2 separate regions of the Ovis aries genome follow, and region 1 is linked to region 2. Evidence: chromatin contacts called from public Hi-C data. All regions are on one chromosome and are shown on one strand. The core of a region is the stretch at or near the end of the contact, and the rest is flanking DNA. Distances in the headings are between cores, read along the strand shown.

Region 1 (3,628 bases), core at 543-3,042, 170 kb before region 2:
GGCGGGGGCACGGCGGCCGCCGAGAAAGGGCCCCCGAAGCCGCCGCCGCCACCGCCGCTCGCCGGCACGCTGAGCCCCGCGCAGCCGTGCGGGGACACCGGCGAAAAGCTCGGGAAGAAGGCCGGGTTCATGGACGACGGCAGCCCGGGGTAGAAGCCGTTCTCCGAATCAGGGCTGGGCGGCGGCATGGCGCTGAGCGAGCCGCCGCCGCCGCCGCCACCGCCGCCACCCGGGGTGGCGGCCGACGAGCCCGGCGGCTGCGGCTGCGGCTGCGGCGGCTGCTGGGGAGGCGGCGGCGGCGGCGGCTGCTGGGGCGGCGGCGGCGGCTGGGACTGGGGCGGCGGCGACGCGGTCTGCACGGACCAGGGGGTGCCGAAGCCGGGCAGCGGCGGCGGCGACGCGGAGCCGCCTCCCCCTCCGCCTCCGGGGGGCCCCCCGCCCCCGCTGCCGCCGCCGCCGCCGCCGCCCGGGTGCGGAAGGTCTGGGCTCTGCAGGCTGCTGAAGGCGCCCGCGCCGAGCGCCCCGCCGGGCAGGAGGTTACTGGGACTGTTGAGCAGAGGGTGGTTGGGAGACTCCATGGAGCCCGGCGCGGGGTTCACCGGCGGCGTCGAGGGGGCCAAGCCCGCATTGGGGGGCTCGGCGGCGCTGCCCTCGCCCGCGGCCGGGGTCTTGCGAGGGCTGCCCGCGCCTCCGTGGCGGCGCCGCGGGGCTGCGGGCGGCGAAGGCTGGAGCTGCGGGAGCGGGGGCAGGTCGGCCGGGCGCTGCCGCGGGGCGAAGTCCTGCGGCGGGAGGTGCTGCGGGTGCGGGAGGCTGAACTGCGGCGGCGGCGGCGGCTGGCGCTGGACGGTCGGCGCCGGCTGGAGGAGCTGGCCGGGCGGCGGCGGCGGCGGCGGGCTGAACCGGCCCGGGCAGTGGAGCGACGGAGGCAGCGGCTTCGAGTCCGGAGGGTGGGGAAGATGGGGAGGGCTGAACTCTTTCCTCTTCTGGCTGCTCAGCTGCTGCTGCTGCCGCTTACTGAAGTCCTGCGGGGAGGAGGTGCGGCGGCAGCAGCAGCAGGAGGCGGAGGAGGAGGAGGGGTGGTGCAGACTCGGTTTGAAGTCCTGGGAGGGGAGGAGGTGGGTCACACCCGCGTTCGTGCCGCCGCCGGGGTGGTGGTTGGGGAGTTTCTCCGTGGCCGCCGCCCCCGAGAGCGGCCGCGCCGGCTGCTGTGTCAGCCCCAGCAGCAGCTCATCCTGCATGGTCTGCTGATGCGCCAGGAACGGGGAGGAAGAGGAAGCAGCGGCGGCAGCAGCCGAGCGGTCCGCGCCGCCGCAGCCGAGGGGGATCGACAAGGGGGAGGAGGCCTCCGAGAAGCCGGTGACAGGCAACGGCGGCGGCGAGAGCGGGCCGAAGGGCGTGGCGGAGGGCAGCGGGGCGGCGGGTCCCGCGGCGGAGGGACAGTACGCCCCGCCACTGAACAGGGACCCGGGGCTGTTGCTTCGGAGAGGGGCGGTGTGCAGCACCCCAAAGCCGAAGTCCCTCATTTATCAGGCCGGCGGCCGCGGGAGGAGACGCGCCCCGTCCGCCGCCGCCGCCCTGCCTAAGAAGCCGCCGGATCTGAGGTGGAGCGGCCGTGGTGGAAGGAGGTGGGGCGGGGGGAGTCAGTGAAAGAGGGACACCGTGACTGAGCCAGGGGGCACCGACTTCGGCCCCCGCCACCCCTCGCGGCGCTCACCGCCACCTCCCGAGACCGGCTCGGGCTCCGCCGCCGCGGCCGCCGCGGCCGCCGCCGCCCAGGCCGCTTAAGAAGCCCGGAACGTGCGTCAGCGCCACCTCACAATCACGCCGCCCCCCGCGGTGCGTCCCGGCACGCGCGTGCCAGCGGCCGCCGCGCCCCCTGCTGCCCCGCCCCCCCGCCTCTCATGAATATACAGATGAGGGCCGGGGACGCGCTCGCGTTCTCGGGAGGGCGGGGGCGAGCGCGGGCGCGAGAGCGAGTGCCGCGTCTCGTCAGGCTACCCCCGCGTCCGGGAAAAGGAGCGGTCGGTTGGACCGGCGGGCGGCCGGCGACGCCTGAGCGCTCGGCGCGCGCTCACGGGAGCACGCGCGCGCGCGGCTCGGACGGTTCCTGGGCAACCGCCCCTCCGGGCGCGGGGTCCTGGCCGAGTCTGCGGCAGGTCGCGCGCGCCACCTGCCCTCTGCCCGCGTCTCTCTCCGGGCCCCTCCCTGGGTCACGGGAGCCCCGGGCCGCCGGGATAGGGGTCCGCCCTAGGCGGCGCTGGCCCGCGGGGGAAACTGAGGCCCGGGAGTGGCTCTCCGCGTCAGCGGCCGCGCGGGAACCCCGGCGCCTCTCGTCCCCACCCCGGAGCTTGGCGCGGGAGGCCTCTGGCCGGCTGGAGTGTGCAGGACTCGGCCGCCTCGCCCTGGAAAGCGCCTTTTCGCGCGGGTTTCCGTGTTTGTTTTTTTTAAGCCTCTCGCGCCGCGTGCTGTCATCCGCCCTCCCGCCACCTCGGGGAAGTGTTCCCTGTCGCGGAAACACGAAGCCCCGGCCGCGTCCCAAACGTTTTTACTTCAGTGGTGACGAACAAAAGTCCCCGCAAACCCCGCGGCCCCGCGCGGCGGTTTACACGCAGACGCGCACACGACGGACCCCGCGGCGAGCTCCCGGGGAAAGCCTGGCCCGCTCCCCGGCCCTCCCGGTCGGGAAAGCGCGACCCGCGCGGGGCCGGCGGACCGCGGGGTGGGCAACTCCCCCTCAGCCGCGCTAGTTCGGGCATCCCCGCCCCTTCCCCCGGGAGACTTAGCTGTTTCCAAAGCTTTATGAATTTTCAAGGGAGAAAGACTTCTTGACAACAGGGAGGAAAAGGAGATTCTGACTCAGCAACAGACTTGTTGAGACTTGCAAAACGGAAGAGGAGAGCTTTCCATGGTAGAGCTCTTGTTGGAAGCGACAGAAGAGGCCCCCAACCTGTGTATTTCCTCAAGAAACATTTAACATAGAGAACTAGATAGATAGAAGGAGATATGTATATGAGGGTCTAGATAAAGGAACAGCAGAGTGATCCATGCTAGTAAGCTACTGAATTTTATGTTCCTCTTTTGCCATTTTAACTTTTCTTGGCTTTCAGAGAAAAACTACTGAAAGAACTCTAGAAAATAGACTAACATAGACTAATAATCTCAAAAGCAATAGAAATGGGTTTAGAGTCTATCTGGTTTGGGTTTACAACTGAACTAAGATTAAATATTTCGTGTTGTTAATTAGCACACTATTACTGCTGTAGGCAAGAGTACATTTTTATGAGTCCTCATTCTCTATTAGTTAAATTTCATTCCCACTTTTGTTACTTCAGTGTTTCAAATTTATACAAATCAAAATAAATACAGTAGAGAGAAAAACATTCCACGGGGAAAATACATTCTACGTATAACGTTTATGTTTTCCTGTCTAATGAACTAAGTTTGACATTGCCTTCAAATAAGGAGAAAATACTTTTTAAAAACAACTCAAAAATGGTTTAGAAATCAGTGGATGTATAGAAAATTGGTTTGAATTAGTAATCTCAAAACCATTTTAACAGTCAAGCAAAATATAAAACCAGAGGATTCCTTTTTTACTCTAAATTAGCAATGTCTGGAAAATAACCTG
Region 2 (3,901 bases), core at 1,113-3,612:
GCTTTATGATGACCTGGCCACTGGTCCATGGTCCAGTCTCACAGTGACAGCGCCGAGCCTGTGCCCTGAGATGGTTACGGCAGAGGTTTGGCCAGCTACCTCGACTCCATCGTTTCATATTTGGGAGAGCAGAAATGCTTGTCCAAACCCCATAGCTTGCCAGCAACACAATCCCTATAGTGATGCCATAAAGAAATCTGCTCGGTTTCTATTTGTTTGTTCAAAGCAAAGACTGTGGTGTTTGAGGAAGCAAGCGTCGGAGGACAATATTCCTGTTCTCCACACTCACAGGGTTCCTTTATTTCATCCTTGGTCTCATTCACGGTCAGGTATTAGGAGTCTCCCTTGTGGTGATCTTGTGAGTTGACCCTTGCCAATGAGAGTCAGGCCCATGCTGTCACGCATTCTAACTATTGTCTTGTGAGTGGGATCCACCCCTTTTTAAAAAAAAAATCCATTTTGTAGATGTGGAGATTGAAGCAGAAAAAAATAAGCCACATTCAAAGTTACACATCATCAAGGGGCAGAATTTTGGAAAACTGCCCCACGGTCAAGAGCTCATTTGGGATCAAGGTGTGCACATTGTGTATTTAAAATGGATAACCAACAAGGCCCTATGTATAGCACAGGCAGCTTTGCTCAATGAAATATAGCAGCCTGGACGGGAGGGGAGTCTGGGGGAGAATGGATACCTGTGTGTGTGTGGTTGAGTCCCTTTCCTGCCACCTGAAATGGTCACAACATTGCTAATTGTCTATTGTTATTGTTGCGTCTCTAAATCATGTCTGACTCTTTAGTGACCCTGTGGACTGTAGCTCAGCAGGCTTTTCTGTCCATGCGATTTCCGAGGCAAGAATACTAGAGTGCTTAGCCATTTCCTTCTCCAGGGGATTTTCCCTAACCAGAGACTGAACCCGCGCTTCCTGGGTGTCCTGTGTTGGCTGCTGGATTCTTTACTGCTGAGCCACCAGGGAAGCCCTAATACAAAATAAAATATAATTATATCTTAATCGGAGAAGGAAATGGCAGCCCACTCCAGTGTTCTTGCCTGGAGGATCCCAGGGATGAGGGAGCCTGGTGGGCTGCCGTCTGCGGGGTCACACAGAGTCGGACACGACTGAAGTGACTTAGCAATAGCAAGATCTTAATTACATTATATATATAATATAAAAAATTTTTTTAGAAATAACTCATTTGTGATAGTGGGTAAGCCCCTGAACCGCCTCTGTTGCCATGCTTTTATTGTAAAATGTGCTAATAATAGTGCCTGCTTTAAAAGCATGCAGTGAGGGTTATGAATGCTTGTAAAGTGCTTGAAAAATCTCCTGGCACATAGTATGAGCTCAATTAACATCAGCCTCACACAAAACAAAAAATGCAACAGGATATGGATTTGTCTGCTTCCAAAGCATGCAGTTCCCTTTGGGGTGTCCTGTCCCTTCAAAAGGAACCGTGGAATTGAATTCATACCAAGAAACCTGAACAAGAGTCAGGATGGCCAGGCATTTGAAAGGGTGACCTAGTTACAAAGCTCACTCACATACACACACATAGATACTTTTAATAGCTGGTAAGAGCCAGAGAAAATCCAATTACAGATGAATCAATCGATTAAAAAGAAAGGGGGCAGAAGAAAGGAGAAAATGTTGGAGAGACACAGAGCCAAATTACAGCTGGATAATAGAATTAAGGGTCTGTAGAACAAACTGGGAGAAAAAAACAAAAGGATGCAGGCTGGAGACTCATTCACAGTTCTGTGATGACGTGCTTTTTTTTTTTTTTTTTTTTTCCCCTCTGCTCCCTAAATCCAGAGAGCAGTCCCTGGGCCATCACCCCAAACAACTGACCACACTGGAGAAAGCCAGCAGATCATATGTTTGGCAAATCATACGGCAAATAAATGAACCACGTATCGTCTCTGGAACAAGAGGATTTTGTTTGGGTTAAACCGATGCTCACATTTAAAGGTGAAAGTAGAGGACCCAACCATTGCCATCACTGGAGGGGGAGGGTGAAAGCGACTTCGATCGGTTAGCTGGCAAAGATACAGCCTTAGTTCCTCATGTTCTGTTTCCTAAGAAATCCTGTCTTGGATCTGAAAGAAACGTCTCATTATTAAGCAGAATTTCTCTCTTTCATACAAACGCTTAAAAGACAAAAACAAAACTTTATTTTCTATTTTGGGGGAAAGGGGTGATGAGCTGGGGACAGGGCTCTTAATCTAGCCGCAAGCGCTACAGCTGTGTCTATTATTGGTGGGTTCTAGAATAACATCCGTTTCTATGTATTTATGGAAAGGCGTCCTTAACTAGGCCACAGAAAGAGTAAGCGCATCTATAAATAAATTAAGGAGGCTTCGAGGCGCGGGCGGTGGCCCCAGGGCTGCAGCCGGGCCACACAGCTGTCTTCTTTGCGCCTGGCCAGGCCTGCCCCATGACGGATGCAATTACACGGCAGGCGGGGTACAGTGCGCGCAGGGCGGGGCGCACCGCTTCCGGCAGGCCTCGGGGATTGACACCAAAGGTGGATTTCTCTGCCCCTAGGGGGACTGGCCTCGCTTGCCCGGAAGCCTCTGGCCTCTGTCTTGGCCAGCGCAGGTGACCAGGGGGCCGTCACTTCTGGTGGCCAGCTGCCGGCAGCCGGGGTTCATTCAGGCTGGGCTGAGTTAACAGGTGGTGGGGTTGGGGTGGTAGGGTTGGGGGCAGTGGGGACAGGGCAACAAGACGAGAACCACGAGGTAACCCTGAATATGTACGTGTAAAGAGAGCAAGGCTTGGGGCACAGGGATGAGAGCAGCTTTTCCTGAGTGTGGGGCCCCAATCCTTTTTTTCCCCACCCTAGGATCCGTTCTACTGCTAGAGTGCTGCCTCCTGAATGGGCATCAGGAATGAAGAATCCAGAGTTCTACTGGCAGGGTTTTTCCTGTACACTCAGAAATTGAATTAAAAAACAAAAAAAGGCAGCTCAAAGCCGGGTCCCAGGCTCTCCAGGTGCTGTGAATCTGAAGCTGCAGTTATGTGAGATTCCCTGGGGATGTCTACACATCCATTTGGAAAGCTCTTGTTTACAGTTCTTGTCATTGGTCCTTAACCCTGACTGCACATCTGAATCACCTGGAATTCTGAGTCGGCTTGTATACTCCAAAAAGATGCTCAAGTCTCAACCCCCAGGATCTGTGGCCAACACCTTGTTCAGCACTAGGGTCTTTGCAGATGATCAGCGTCTTAGCATGAGCCTGGTTAATCCATGATGACTTATAAAAAGAGGCGATTTAGACACAAAGATGACATGCACACAGGGAGATTCTTTGCAAAGATGAAGACATACTGAGTTGATACATCTCTAAAGAAGAGTTTCCCAGGTGATACAGTGATAAAGCATTCACTTGCCAATGTAAGAGATTCAGCTTTGATCCCTGAGTTGGGAAGATCTCCTGGAGGAGGAAATGGCAACCTGCTCCAATATTCGTGCCCGGGAGATCCCATGGATGGAGGAGCCTGGCGGCTACAGTCCATGTGGTCGCAAGGAGGCAGACATGCCTGAGTATGTAGGCATGCAGGCATTTATAAACAGATAACTATTGCCAGTGAACCACCAGAAGTTGTAAGAGAGACTCAGACATATTCTTCCCCAAACCCTCAGAAGAAACCAAACCTACTGGTACCTTGATCTTGAATTCCTGGGCTCTAGGACTGTGAGACAAATATCTGTTGTTTAAGCGTCCCAGTTTGTGGTACTTTGTGAGGACAGCCTTAGCAAACTAATACACCTGGATCCTTCTATGAAAAACCCAGCTCTGTCTGACATGTTTGTAGTCAGAACATTCAGGTGTGGGACCACTGGAACTACATTTGCTAAATGTCCTTTGGGTGACTCTGGTAAGGTTGGTAGTTTGGGGACC

The links. Hi-C and Micro-C count contacts between places; a contact is called where the count stands out from the background.
Region 1: a Hi-C map of muscle shows a contact between it and region 2, with 2.0 times the contacts expected there. The contact joins the promoter of CPEB2 here to the enhancer-like site in region 2. A contact is called at or near these places in 4 of 16 Hi-C or Micro-C datasets (blood, hypothalamus and muscle).

Annotation. Positions count from the first base shown.
Region 1 is chr6:110,822,073-110,825,700 of ARS-UI_Ramb_v3.0, reverse strand. It overlaps CPEB2 (cytoplasmic polyadenylation element binding protein 2), which reads right to left and starts at 1,792. Exons shown (of 9, transcript XM_027971200.3): 1 at 1-1,792. The coding sequence starts at 1,523. LOC132660023 (a long non-coding RNA gene) reads left to right here and starts at 2,286. Exons shown (of 3, transcript XR_009601175.1): 1 at 2,286-3,628.
Region 2 is chr6:110,654,897-110,658,797 of ARS-UI_Ramb_v3.0, reverse strand. No RefSeq gene overlaps it. Among named protein-coding and RNA genes, the nearest start is that of TRNAS-GGA, 140 kb to the right of the region's middle. Within about 2 kb of position 2,362, at least 3 of the 54 cell types and tissues checked have an H3K27ac peak or open chromatin away from gene starts, as enhancers often do. A contact at or near this core is called in muscle, where this site is marked.